Regions from separate parts of the Mus musculus genome. Here region 2 is linked to region 1. Evidence: chromatin contacts called from public HiChIP or PLAC-seq data. All regions are on one chromosome and are shown on one strand. The core of a region is the stretch at or near the end of the contact, and the rest is flanking DNA. Distances in the headings are between cores, read along the strand shown.

Region 1 (6,617 bases), core at 3,918-6,417:
TGGGACTGCTTTGACAACACTGAGGAAGGAAAAAGACAAAGATGACTTCAGAGTCTATAAGGATATTTTAACAATGTAACAACCGTAGTGAAATGCTGATACTTTCAAAGATTATGTAACTTTTCTGTATTCCTTCAATCTTTCTACAATCAATATGATGTTTTCCTATCTAGTAAAACAAAATGTTGAGTGAAGTGTGGTAGCTTACACTTGAATTTCTACACTTGGGGGCTAAGGCTGGAGGCCAGTCTGGGCTAGAGTGATACTCAGTCACAAAAATTACTTGAAAACAGGGTTGGGCACAATAGCAGGGCTCTTTAATCCCAGATCTCAGGAGGCAGAGGCTAGAGATCTGAGTCTGAGTTCAACTTGGTCCACACAGGAAGTTCTAGAAGGAGAGCTCTAGGGGGCTGGTGAGATGGCTCAGTGGGTAAGAGCACCCAACTGCTCTTCAAGAGGTCCAGAGTTCAAATCCCAGCAACCACATGGTGGCTCACAACCATCTGTAACGAGATCTGACTCCGTCTTCTGGAGCATCTGAAGACAGCTACAGTGTACTTACATATGATAAATAAATAAATCTTTAAAAAAAAAAAAAAAAAAGAGAGAGAGCTCTATAGTGAAACTGTATCTCAGAAAAAGAGAGAGCCAGCTCCAGCAAAGCCCAGAGAGACAGAAACTGGTGACATTCCTATATGGCACCTCACAGCTTCTATGACCCAGTTCTGGGGGATATGGTGCCATCCCCTTCTCTAGTGCAGACGGAGGGGTGGAGGGACTGTGCCAGCTCAGAGGTACAAGCCTACATATATACCTCAGCATATGAGAGGATCAAAAGTTCAAGACCATCCTTACATGGTTTGGCTTTAAGACGGGGTCTCACTGTGTAGTTGCTCTGTTATTTAAAGGGGAGAGCTGAGATAGCTCCTGTCACCAAGACATACTACTGGAGTTGGACACCAAGAACCCACACGATGAAGAAGAGAGGTTGACCCCCAAAGTTGTCCTCTGATCCCCACATTAGAACAACAGAACACACACACACACACCGCACTACACACATATGCACAAACAGAATAAATTAAAACATAATTTAAAAACAGAGAAAAATAAAAATAGTATACCCTAAATTTTAATTATCTTGAATACTTAGGATTATGAGTGATCACATACACCACTGAAGTTCAAATCCAGAGCCACGAAAATGTAAAGCATGAGTCCCTACAGGGGTCCCACGACTCACACGGCCCAGCCCTTGGCTTCTGACATAGTGCGTACTCTGGCTACAAATTCACATATAGGAAACCAAAATTTATGTATGTACATTTTGGAAAATATTAAAAAATTAAAACTCATCTTCAGGCATGGTAGCACGATATGCAATTAAACCATAATTTTTGCACTCAGAAGGTAGAGAGGCAAGAGTCATTTGTTGAGGAACAGGCAGGACTACGAAGGGAGTTCCAGACTAACCTGAGCTACAGTGGGAGACCTTATCTCTAAAACCCAAAAGAAAATTTAAAAAAAAGAGGATAAAAACAACAAGAGGCTGAGGACATGACTCAGAGCCCATGTCTAGTATGTACACGTCCATAGATCCATGTACCTCTGAGCAAACAAACAGAAGCTAGAAATAGTGCTATCTCTGTTTACCTACTGGAAAAACTACAATGTCTAAGTATGGAAGTTGAAATTCTTCTACAACTGAAACCTAACCTGCCATTCACAAGTCACCTTTCCCTACTTCTTCCAAGCTACTACATCACCACCGATTCAAGTTGTTCCTACTCCAGGTGTCCAAGGCTCCATTCTGTCAAACTGCAACCTTCAGTGCCCTCAGTCCAAAGCGTTCTCCATCTCTGGAAACCCTTTCTCAATGTTCAAAGTCTTCCTTTAAACTACTGCCCTCATCCCATGAGACCCACTTCATGAATACAAGACTAATGAAGTGCACAGTTCACCTCCCCAGATATACAGGATAAAGTCTAAAAGTAAAAGGGGAAGAAAAGGCTAGAGAGACAACTCAAAACTTGACAACAATCATTGCTCTTGCAGAGAACCCAGGTTTGGTTCCCAGCACCATACATGGTGGCTCATAACCACTTGTAATGTCAGAGCCAGGGGTTCTGACACTCTGCTCTGGCTCCACAGTCACCAGGTACACACATAGTGCACATATACACATGCAAGTGAAATACCCATATAAATACATTTTTTTTAATGGGGAGGGGATAGGTCAAAGAGAATATAGAGAATTGGAGAGGAAAAGAAATTCTCAACCCACTTGTAAGGTTCACAATTCCAAGCCCAAACCACAGCAATTTCCCTTTACAGATACATTTCACCGGAAAGGCAACACAGAAAGAGAAGACGAGCCAGGTGATAGTGGCCCACGCCTTTAGTCCCAGGATTCAGGAGGCGCAGGCAGGCAGAACTCTGTGAGTACAGGGCCAGGCTGGTCCATAGAGAGTTCTAACACAGCCAGAGCTACACAGAGAACCCGTCTCAAAAAAACATCAAAACAACACAACTAAGTGACACACAGGTTACCTGTCTGTGCATTACAGGTGCTTGGGTCCAATAAAAACATGTGTATTCGTGAGATTTATTAGAGATGGGATCTAAGCTTAAACCTGTAATTCATTAACCTCTCGTACAGCGCTTGTGCAGTTTGACGACAGTCCTATAAAATATTTTTCTGACACCTTGCAGTTTGGACATAGTTCCCCACAAGGTCAGATATGGGATTTTAAACTTGCAGCATCCTGTTAGCACTCCAAAAGAAAAGTGTAGACCGTTTTGGAATTTAGATCCTCAGACCAGAGATGTTCAACCTAAACAGGAAAGGAAAAGGCAAGCCAGACCTTTCATCCTTACCTCCTTCCGTCTTGGCTTCTTCAGCAGGCTCTCCTGAAGGAGGCTCCTCTGGGACAGGGTGATCCCCTCGGTCTTCTCTGGTAACCTGCCCAGGTGTAAAGACAACTCTCTTCCCTTTCTTTGAGGCAGAGACCTGGAGTCTCCCTTTATCCACATGTACAGGAAGGGAATGAGAAGACTCCAAGGAGGGAAGGGGGATTTCCTGAGAGACAGCTACATCAACGGCTTCCAAGACTGCTAAGTTCACATGCTGGGCCAGCATCTTCGAGTTCAAAGACAGCCCCTCTGCCCTGAGCTGATCGTCTCCATCCTGCATGGAGAGCCCTTCAGGGCACACTGCACTGTCCTGACTCTGACCCCAGGACAGGGACTCTGACGCGCTGTCTGGGAGCTGGTCCGTGTCTGGCTTCACAGCTGCCTCTAGGTCCAAGTCATCACCCTCCTGGTCATCTTGCTGCTGAGAAGACTCGGTCACTGAAAGTCTTCTCTTCTTACAGGGCAACATTTTACAAGTTCCACGTCTGTTCCATCCTAGAAGCATAAAAACCAAGCCCTGATCACTTCAGTGGTAGTTAACAGTAGTGACATTTGCTCGACTACCATTTCACGCACCCCAAGTTCAATCATGAGCATGGTATTTCACACCGAATGCCTAGGACTTTTAGCAGAAGATAAGAAATTCATTACAGTAGCTCAGCTCAAACTCCACACTGAACAGTATGCTACCTTGACTAAGCGATACCTTAATCTCTTAAGCTTCTGTTACCTCAGACTTCATGTGATAGTGCAGGCCTCTTCCCAGCCTAGGAAGAGGCAGGTGGATCTCTGTGAGTTCAAAGCCAGACTGGCCTGGAACTGGCCACCTGCACTTACATTCACATACCCACACACAGACACACAAGGAAAAATTTTCAAAAGTCAATCTTATAGCATTGAATATCACTCTTCTAGTATCCTTGTCTTCCAGAGCTATCAAGTCAGTGAGAAAACAGAATCCATAACTGGTTTCTCCACTATCCAGCATTATGTGGCATTGTAGACACTCTGTGACTCTTCCCTGAAGAGATGAATGAATGAAAGTGGGCCTAAACAAAGTTAGGCTGCGTTTGGACCAAACAGGCAGCATTTCCATAGGTACTGGAAGGTGAATTCCAGCCTGCTGTGTATCTCAGGGTGATCGTGTGTTGTGATCTTGCTGCTTCCACTGACAGGTGTTTCAGCACATCTCTTTAATAAGTTAGGAACCCAGAGTTTTATGCATGTAAGGCAAGCATCCTACCTCTAACTTCATCCCCAGCCCACACACACACACACACACACACACACACACACACACACGTTGCATCCTTCTATGCTGGAAATCCTTACTTTCAGACATAGGTCCAAGACCAGAATAAGCCTCATTGGCAACCTTCACGCCTGAAAGATCACTCAACACTACCAGAGAAAACTTACTCAGAGTTTGATCTATAAAGCTAATCTTAAGCCTCCGAAACGCACATTCTCTAGGGCATTAAGGGAGGCCCCTCGCCCTAAGAGCCCAGGTCCTTATCGTCGTAAAGCTCAATAACCGAGAGAAGATTCGCTGATCCTGTCGGGGAGGAGAGTAAAAGAGTACGGAGGGGAGTGGGGATAACCTAGGTGATTCCTTATTTCACAGATGACTTCCTAAGGTTCACAGAGAAGGAAGCAGAGGGGAAGCGGGGAGAGAGGGGCAGCCAGGGGCCATTCAGTCAGAACTGTGAGAGGATCGCTCCAAGCGCTTCAAACTACCATACCTCCAAGAGTCTGCTCCTTTTTTGTTGTTGTTTGTTTGTGTTTTTGTTTTGTCGAGACAGGGTTTCTCTGTGGAGCCCTGGAACTCACTCTAGAAATCCGCCTGCCTCTGCCTCCCGAGTGCCGGAATTAAAGGCGTGCAACCACCACCGCCCCGCAAGAGTCTGCTCCTTGAAGGCCAGGAAAGGCTTACCAAGAGTGAGTGAACGCACCGAGCAAGCAGTCCCCAGATCCCCCCTGAACAAGCATTTCACAGGACTCCTAGCTCCGCTCTCGACACCTCAGCGCTCAACGTTAGCCCAGGTCCGCACCAGCACGCACACCCCTGCTACCCGATTCCCCTCTTGCACCGGGCACCCAGCCTCGGAGCAGACGCCCCTCATCCTGGGCACCCTCCGCCCGGGAGCCCCACGTCTAACGTGCTGCTTCCCGCCCCACCACACACTACCAAATACCCTCAGAGGCCCGCTCTGATCCCGCGGAAACTCAGCTCCTGCACCAGCGGAAGTAACGCAACGGCACCGGCTGACGTGCGCGCCCCCGATGCGCGGGACCTCCGCGTCAAGGAGCATGCGCCAGATGATCGGCGCCATCATGTTTTAGGGCCTGGTGAAGCCACAGCCCTGGTACGTCAGTTCATGGAAAAAGTAACCCAACACATGACAAATAGATGGATGAGGAGGAGGCAGACGTAGGCCTGATTTCGAGGCCAGGCTAGTCTACAGGACGAGCTTTAGGACGGCCATGGCCACACACAGAAACCCTGTCTCGGAAACAAAGAAAAAGAATGAAAGAAAGGGAAGGAGGGAGGAAGGCAAGGGTTGGGGGAGTCTTCCTACTCTTCTCTAGTTACCGACCAAACTCAAAACCTGGGGGTGGGGAATCCATAGTTTCCATAGCGTAAGTTGACAACTAATCACCCTCCCCACAAAATACTTGGAACATAGGAAGAAAAGGAGAATTCCTAAAATTCAGAGAGATGCTTCATATAGCTGAGGTCAAAGCCAGATTTGAACTCGAGGTATAGTAGTTATTCATATCTGCATAATAGTCTTTATTTTGCAAAATGTTCTCTTTTTCTTTTTTTTTTTTTTTTTAAAGAGATTTATTTATTTTGCGTATATTAGCTCACTGTCACTGTGTTCAGACACCCCAGAAGAGGGCATCAGATCCCATGACAGATGGTCGTGAGCCACCTTGTGGTTGCTGGGTACTGAACTCAGGAGCTGTCAGGGGTGCTCTTAACTGCTGAGCCATCACTCCAACCAGCAAAATGTTCTTAAACTAGGTAATTTGGTCACCACAATAAATCCTGTGTACCAATGAATATTTTTATCACTTTTTTCCAGTTTGTAGATTCTAACTCTACAGGACAGATGAACTCACAAAAATACCCAAATATCAAAAGGAGTCAGGTATAAGTTATTCCAATTCTAGCTTCTAATGTATTGACCCAGTGCTCAGTAAAGAGCCTGAGCCATAATGTTCAAAAATTCATTTTTTTTCTGGTTTCGAGGCCAGCCTGGTCTACAAAATGAGTTCCAGAACAGACAGGGCTATACAGAGAAACCCTGTCTCAAAAAAAAAAAAAAAAAAAAAAAAAGAAAAAAAAACCTAAATTTGGAAACTTGAATCCATATTGTGTGTATTTATATATGTATGTACAAATACAGAGTTGACATTTGTTTTAAGTTGGCTATGGTACACTGTACCACGAATACCTTCCTGTTTAAAATCATCATGTCTTTTGTAGTATAACCTTTAATTTCCAGTTATCTCTCTTTAGCCTCCAAATACCAGGTTAACTAAAAATGCAGTGGTCTTTTCCTTGCAAGTAGTATAAAAGCAGTTTCCCAATTGAGTATAATAATTTAAAAAAAAAAAGTTTTGAGTTTCAGTGATGATACAAATTATGCTTAGGAAAAATAATCAGGAAACTTTAAAAATCAATTCATTCATCTTTT
Region 2 (6,723 bases), core at 2,289-4,788, 120 kb before region 1:
CTGAACAAATTGGTGTTACTCTACCACAACTGAAGCTCCTGAAAGCACACATAGTAGCTGGGCACAGTGATGCATGCTCTTACCCCAGCACTCAGGCCGGAGCCATCCAGAGGTCTCTGTCTGAGCCAGCCTGCTCATCTACACACTAAACGTAAGGTCTCTATTTCTTCCGATTCTCAGGATGGATATGGATATATACATATACATATATATATATCCTCTAGACTAGGAAACATCCCAATAGTACAGTCGAGTTAGTTCAAAGATCCTTTCCTCGTTTTCCAAGTGGGGATCTGTCCTACAAAATTAGCCTTTCGAAGAATTCCTACAGTCCAGCCAAGACGTTCCAATATCCAAAGGCACATATCAATAATTTACAGATCCCAAAAACAGTTTACTCATAAATGCCAAAAGAAACTGCCAAAGCATCCAGGCAGTTGGCTCATGACTGTAACCCCAGAAAGCTATGTTAAGAACATTACAAGCCTCAAATTTGAGGCCAGCCTGGGCCACATAATGGGTCCTGGGCTAGTCTGGGCTATATAGAGAGTAAGACCCTTTTTCAAAACAAAAGGAAAATGTCAAAGAAGATATACTCTAATTACAAACATACCACCTGTTGGATGATGCTACTCTTGTGTCCATCTGCCTAGATTCTTTCTAAATTAAGTAGCTTTTAAATTCATATTCTCTCTCTCTCTCTCTCTCTCTCTCTCTCTCTCTCTCTCGTGTGTGTGTGTGTGTGTGTGTGTGTGTGTGTGTGTGTGTGTAGTGTGTAGTCATCAGCAGAGACTGGAAAAGGGTGTGTGTGTGTGTGTGTGTGTGTGTGTGTGTGTGTGTGTGTAGTGTGTAGTCATCAGCAGAGACTGGAAAAGGGTGCCAGATACCCTGGAGCTAGAGTGGACCCCAGGCCTCCTGTAACCAGGGGCTGACCTTAAACTTAATGTGAAGCTTGAGCTCAGGCGCCTCCTGCCTCAGCCTCCGGAATGCTTGGATTGCAAGTGTGTGCCACATTCAGACTGGTTTTTTAAAAAGGGTTGGTGGTTTCAGTTCCACAGATTTATTTGCTCTCTGTATGTTCACAACTCCCCTCTTATGCATCCCTATCTATTCCAACAACCTAATCAACAGATCTTGATAATTCTTACCCCAAGACAGGAATCAATTATTTTGTTGGATGAGTCCGAAAAGATCCTGTCACTGGCAGAAATAAAGTCAAGCTGCCCAAATACGAGTGTGGCTCTTTGGTAGAATGCCTGCTAGCAGGGTTAATCTATTCCCCCTGACCCTCCCCCTGACCCCCCACCCCCCCCACACACACACACACAAAAAACCCAACCAGCAACAAACAACAGCTATACAGATACAAAGTAGGCTGTGGAAGCAGTTTAACTTTTTATTTATTTATTTATTTATTTATTTATTTGGTTTTGGGAGACAGGGTTTCTCCCTGTAGACCTGGCTGTCCTGGAACCAACTCTGTAGACCAGGCTGGCCTCGAACTCAGAAATCCACCTGCCTCTGCCTCCCAAGTGCTGGAATTAGAAACATGTGCCACCACTGCCCAGCAACACATTGGAACTTTCATACATACTAAGCTGTCAGAAGTGGTCTGCTTGCTTTGTAAACACAACAAAATTACAAATACCTATCTCATATAGGACAGTGTATATTCTATACATGTTTGACACTTTTAAGTTCTCCCAAGCATAATCTAACCAATCATATTTACCTACTTTCAAAATACACTTGTATTTGGCAATAACAATCTCCTGAGGCACTATGATAATATGGACAATACATTACTAAATTAGTAATCAAAATATCTCAACATTGCCACTAATTTAACACATGACCTTGGAAAAGTACCTCTTTATGCCGGGATTTCCTATTCTCCTATAATTTTTACAGTTTTAGGATTACGAACTGAAAGAGTACTCTGAATATAAAAACTTTATGCACTACTATAAATCCACACGGTCAAAAACATCTCCCCTTATTCTCAGCCTAATAGCGATCACTCTGAGGATGTTGGTCTGGCTTTCATATTTACACAACTGACTCTATTCAAAGGCACAGACTATGTCAAGTTTCTCCCCTTCCTGATCTTAGCATGCATTCTGTATTATCATACTAATCATACTAATGCTAAAATACATGCACATTTATCGACCTAGAGAACACATGTCCCAGCATTTGTTTTTAAATAAGCTAACTTACAAAGGGAACTTCCCCAAATGCAGGCAAACTCTTCCTGAACACTCTCCATCCTCGAATTATACACATATAAACAGAGCAGCTATAAACCAACAGACCATCTGGTCTTCAAGACCCAAAACATTTCTTTCCAAGTAGAAACTAACCAGTGACATTTATTAAACTTATTAACACTCAGATCACTATGTCATGTCTGCATATATTTCCGCCTTTCGAGAACACCACAGATCTTGTACAGGTAAACTACCCGCTGAAGATCATCTCCCTTGCTACTTTTGTCCCTTACTTAAACAGACATAAACTGGATCTTGGGGGATGCTCCAATCGGGCCTACTACACAAACTAACCTGTCAGGGGCACAAGCGACTCCGCCTCCACTCGCTTACTTTCCCGTCCCCCTCCCCCAAACCAAGAGCCCGCTGGTCAGGGACACCCCGTCACCCCGCCTAGAGGGACTTCCCGGTAAGCTCAGGATCCCTATCCCTGCTCTCCCTTCCCCCATCCTCACCCCGCTCTCCCGGAGGTCCAGGTCCGGGGGGGTGACAGCGGATCCCGGGTAGCCAAGGAGAGACTACTTGGGGCCTTCAAAGGCCTGCTCACACCGCACTACTCACCGTGCGAGGCCGAGAGCGCCGAGTGCAGGCAAGTGGAGAGAGAGAGGGTGGCAGCCTGGCGCCTCGGCTTCCCTGGCTCCACACTGTAACCCTTCCCGCTTGTCAGGAGGCGGCCAGCGGGTAAGCGGACCGGCGGAAACGCGAGAGAGGAGAAGCCAAAGGCGTAGGTCGGGAAAGGGGAAACCGAGAGAAGGCGGGTCCGGCAACCGAGACCGGGATCGTCTCCCCCCTCCGCAAAGCGAACCCAAAATGGCGGCGGGAGCGGCAGCGGCGGCGGCAGCGGCGGCGGCGGCGGCGGCTCTGGGGAGGGAGGGAGCGAGCGAGCCAGCGAAGGGCGCCGCGTGCCCCCCCTCCCGCCTCCCACTCCTCCCTCCGCGCGCTCTCCCCGCCGCCCTCCCTCCCTCCCTCCCTCCCTCCCTCACCCGACTCCGGCCGCGCAGCGCGCACGCCCGCCCGCACGCTTCCGAGTGGGTCCGGACTGGTCGCGAGCTGCGCCCTCCAACCACCGCCTCCGGCCGCCCCGCGCCGCCAGCACCGACGCGCTCGCTCTGGGGCCTCCGGCTCGCGCGCTCCCGACTCCCTCTCGGCCCTCACGCGTACCTTCCTTGGCGCGAGCCCGAGCCTCCTCCCTCCTCCTCCTCCTCCTCCTCCTTCTCCTCCTCGGCTCGCCTCCCTCTCTTCCCCGCCCCCACGGCTACCAACGGCAGCCACGGCTGCCGCCGCCTTCGCCCCCACCCCTCGAACGTGCGCCTCCCACAATCCCCCCCGCGGGACGTTCCATTGCGCGCCCCTGCTGGGGCCGGGGAGAAGCGGGCACGCCCGCGCAGACGAGGCTGGCCACGGTGACCGGAATGTTTTGAAGAGCGAGCGAAGGTACCTAGGCGCGGACCTCCTGGGACGGGCCACCGCGACGCCGAGGCTTGCTGCCCGCTTCCGGCCGCGGGGCGGGTGGCGCGGTGCCCCTCCGCTGGGCTGTGGTTGCAGCCGCGGCGACTGCGCGTTGGGTAGCTTCCTGCCACACGACCCGAGCTTGCTTCACAACTGCAGGACGGGTGCCTGGGATCCAGCCGCTGGCGGTGTGTGCGGGTCACCGGAGCAGGAGTCCTAGTGTTGGACTCATGGTAAGGGGACTGAGCCACACAGGGGATGCAATGATGAAGGAGGGAAAGGAGCGTGTATTTGAACTGCCCCGAGATAGGGAATGAGGGCAGCAGTGTCGGTGATCCTCCAAGAGGGCATCCTTCAGACCCGGGGCTGCGGACCTGGGACCGGAGGATGAACGGACAGAACGGCTGTTAATATGTTAATGTAGTTTAACCTTGTTAAAGTCCCAGAGGGTACCTATCCTCTGTGATGCTTGTGTGATCCTTGTGCACTTCTCAAAGATTGTGCGAACTCGGTTTGCAACTGGCAGCCTGATGTTAGAGCAGTGGTCCGCGCAGCCTTCCTAATGCTACGACCCTTTAGTACAGTTCCACATGGTGACTCCCTACCATAAAATTAGTTTTGTTGCTACTTCGTAACTGTAATTTTGCTGTTATGAATCTTAATGTAAACATCTGATATACAGGATATCTGATATGGGATCCCTGTGAAGGGTTGTTAGACCTCTCCTCGGGTCGCCACCCGCAGGTTGAGTGTGTGAGGGGATGAAACTATGCACTGAGATTTTATTTCTGGATTTGATCTTTTAGGCCTTCAAATTTTTCCAAGTTATTTATGAGATGCTGGTAGTAAAAATTAGCTAACCCCAAAATATACCTTCAGGGTTGGAGTATGAAATAATGAGATCATATATGTAAAGCAGAATTAGCTCCTGGGTACGGGGAAAATGCGGAGTATTATTGTTATCATTTACAGTGCTGTTGATGTTGATAAGATTTGTAGGTGTAATTGGTAGTTTGTGTTCTATTCATCTAAATTGCTAGTTAAACCAGACCTATGGCATTCATTGGCTGCTAGTATTTGTTTCCGTGTTGACATTGGATGAGTGAATTCAGGGCATGTGATGTTAAAACCCCAACGTTTGATCTACTCATTTTTAGTCTCCCACAAAAAGCAAAGCAAAATTTTAGAGGAATGGCACCTTAAGTTTCCTTTCTTATCTGTGAATTCTTACCTTTGTGATTCAGGGGAAATTTAAACATTACTGCGTTCCATTCATCTCCAGAACCCATTCAATTAATATTCAGTCTTTTTTTGGAATAGGGGTTAAATTGTCTTTTGAGTGGTTGTTTATTTGTTTGTTTTGACAGTCTCACTCTTTAGCCCAAGCTTGCCTGAAACTCTGACAGTCATCCTGTCTTAGCCTCTTTAGAGGTTGGATTATAGGCATGAACCCATACCTGGTTTTCAGATAACCCAACCTTTCCCTATTGGCTGTATGCATTGGGGATTGATTATCTTTGTGTTTCCTTCTTTGAGTTAAAGAGACAATCAGCCTTAATTGACTAGCTGTGAAGTTACTTTTGCTAACCAAGCCCATGCAGTCTACCCAGGGTTGCAGGAATCTTTCTTCAGTAGCTTCCTGTGTGCAACTTTGTATAGGTGTGTGCTTGCATGTGTGCAGACTGTCCGACTGATTTACAGGGTCTATCTCAAAGGACATGGAAATGTTAAAATCAGTGTCACATACTTAAATACTAGGACTAGAAAGCTTGAAGCTATAATCTCAACACTCCACAAAGTGGAGGCAGGAGGATGGAAACTTGGAGGTCATCCACAGCTATGCAGCAAAGTCTTGACTAGCCTGAGTTCCGTGAGACAGTCTCAGAACAACAGTGGGGTTGGGGTGGGGGGCAGGTGAGAGAAAGTTAGTCTGAAGAGCACTGACGGACTTCTGTACTGTTCCTGTTGAACCCTTACAACAGGGAGACTCTTCCTTTTCCAAGCAAAGCTTGAAGTTCAAAGAAATCTGTAACTTGATCTTTAGACTTTAGTTTCCTAACTTTTCCCCTATATCACACTGCCTTCGTAGTAAAAATTCTTTATTTGTATGTGTGTGTGTATATATGGGTGTTTTGTATACATGTATGTCTGTGCATCCTGTGTGTGTGTGTGTTGCCCCCAGAGGCCAGAAGAGGGTGTTGGGTCACCTAAGATTGTGAGCCCCTGCATGGGTGCAGGAGATGGGGTGAGGCACATTAATTTTCCTTCTGTAGTCCCAGTGTTTCTCCAGGAACCCAAACCTGGGCGAGTAGGAGCAAAAAATGTAGCATAAATATGTTTGATTGTGCTGTGCACATGTGCATGCACACTCTTGGGGTGCCAGAGGTCAACTTTAAATGCCACTATTGAGGAGCTAGTCTACTAGTTATTCCTGTTTTGTTTGTTTTGGGTTTCTCTGTGTAGCCCTGGTATCCCTGGAACTCTGTAGACCAGGCTGAACTTAGATTCCCCTGTGTCTGCCTCCAGTGCTGGATTTAAAGGTGTGTGCCTTTATACCAGGTCAGTAGTTGTTGTTGTTGTTGTTGTTGTTGTTGTTGTTTTCTGAAGTAGCTGCCTGCCTAGAACTCAGGTGAGCTGGATTTGATTAGTTACTGGCCTGACTGTCTCCACATTACCCAGTCTTGGAATTATAAAGTATCTACCGCCATGCCTGGCTTTTTATATGTCTAGGATTACATTTTAATGACAAGCACTTTGATAACTGAGTCATAGTTTCCAGCCAAAGCTGTCCTTTTCCCTAATGAAATTAATGGAAACAACTAGTCTTCACTAATTTCCATACAGTCTTTCTCAGTCCACACAATTGAGTGCCGACTTAATATAACAAGGCCTTGGATTTGATCCCCATTACTGCCAGCCCAGTTCCCTGCCCCAGAAATAGTGCTCTGTGCAATTATTTGGTTCATCAATGTGATTGTATTTTCTACTTATGTAGTTGTTGTTT

The links. HiChIP or PLAC-seq counts read pairs in DNA pulled down with a chosen protein or histone mark.
Region 2: a contact with region 1 is called in an H3K4me3 HiChIP or PLAC-seq map of embryonic stem cells, with 20 read pairs. The contact joins the promoter of Dap3 here to the promoter of Gon4l in region 1. A contact is called at or near these places in 1 of 484 Hi-C or Micro-C datasets (B cells), 3 of 115 datasets of contacts at active chromatin or transcription factors (effector CD8 T cells, embryonic stem cells and memory CD8 T cells) and 1 of 9 other capture datasets (adipose tissue).

What each region holds. Positions count from the first base shown.
Region 1 is chr3:88,833,781-88,840,397 of GRCm38.p6, reverse strand. Gon4l (gon-4-like (C.elegans)) reads right to left here and starts at 5,167. Exons shown (of 33, transcript NM_001242372.1): 1 at 5,102-5,167; 2 at 2,878-3,408. The coding sequence starts at 3,382.
Region 2 is chr3:88,947,097-88,953,819 of GRCm38.p6, reverse strand. It overlaps Dap3 (death associated protein 3), which reads left to right and starts at 3,538. Exons shown (of 13, transcript NM_022994.3): 1 at 3,538-3,952. The coding sequence starts at 3,950. It also overlaps a transcript of Ash1l not described here.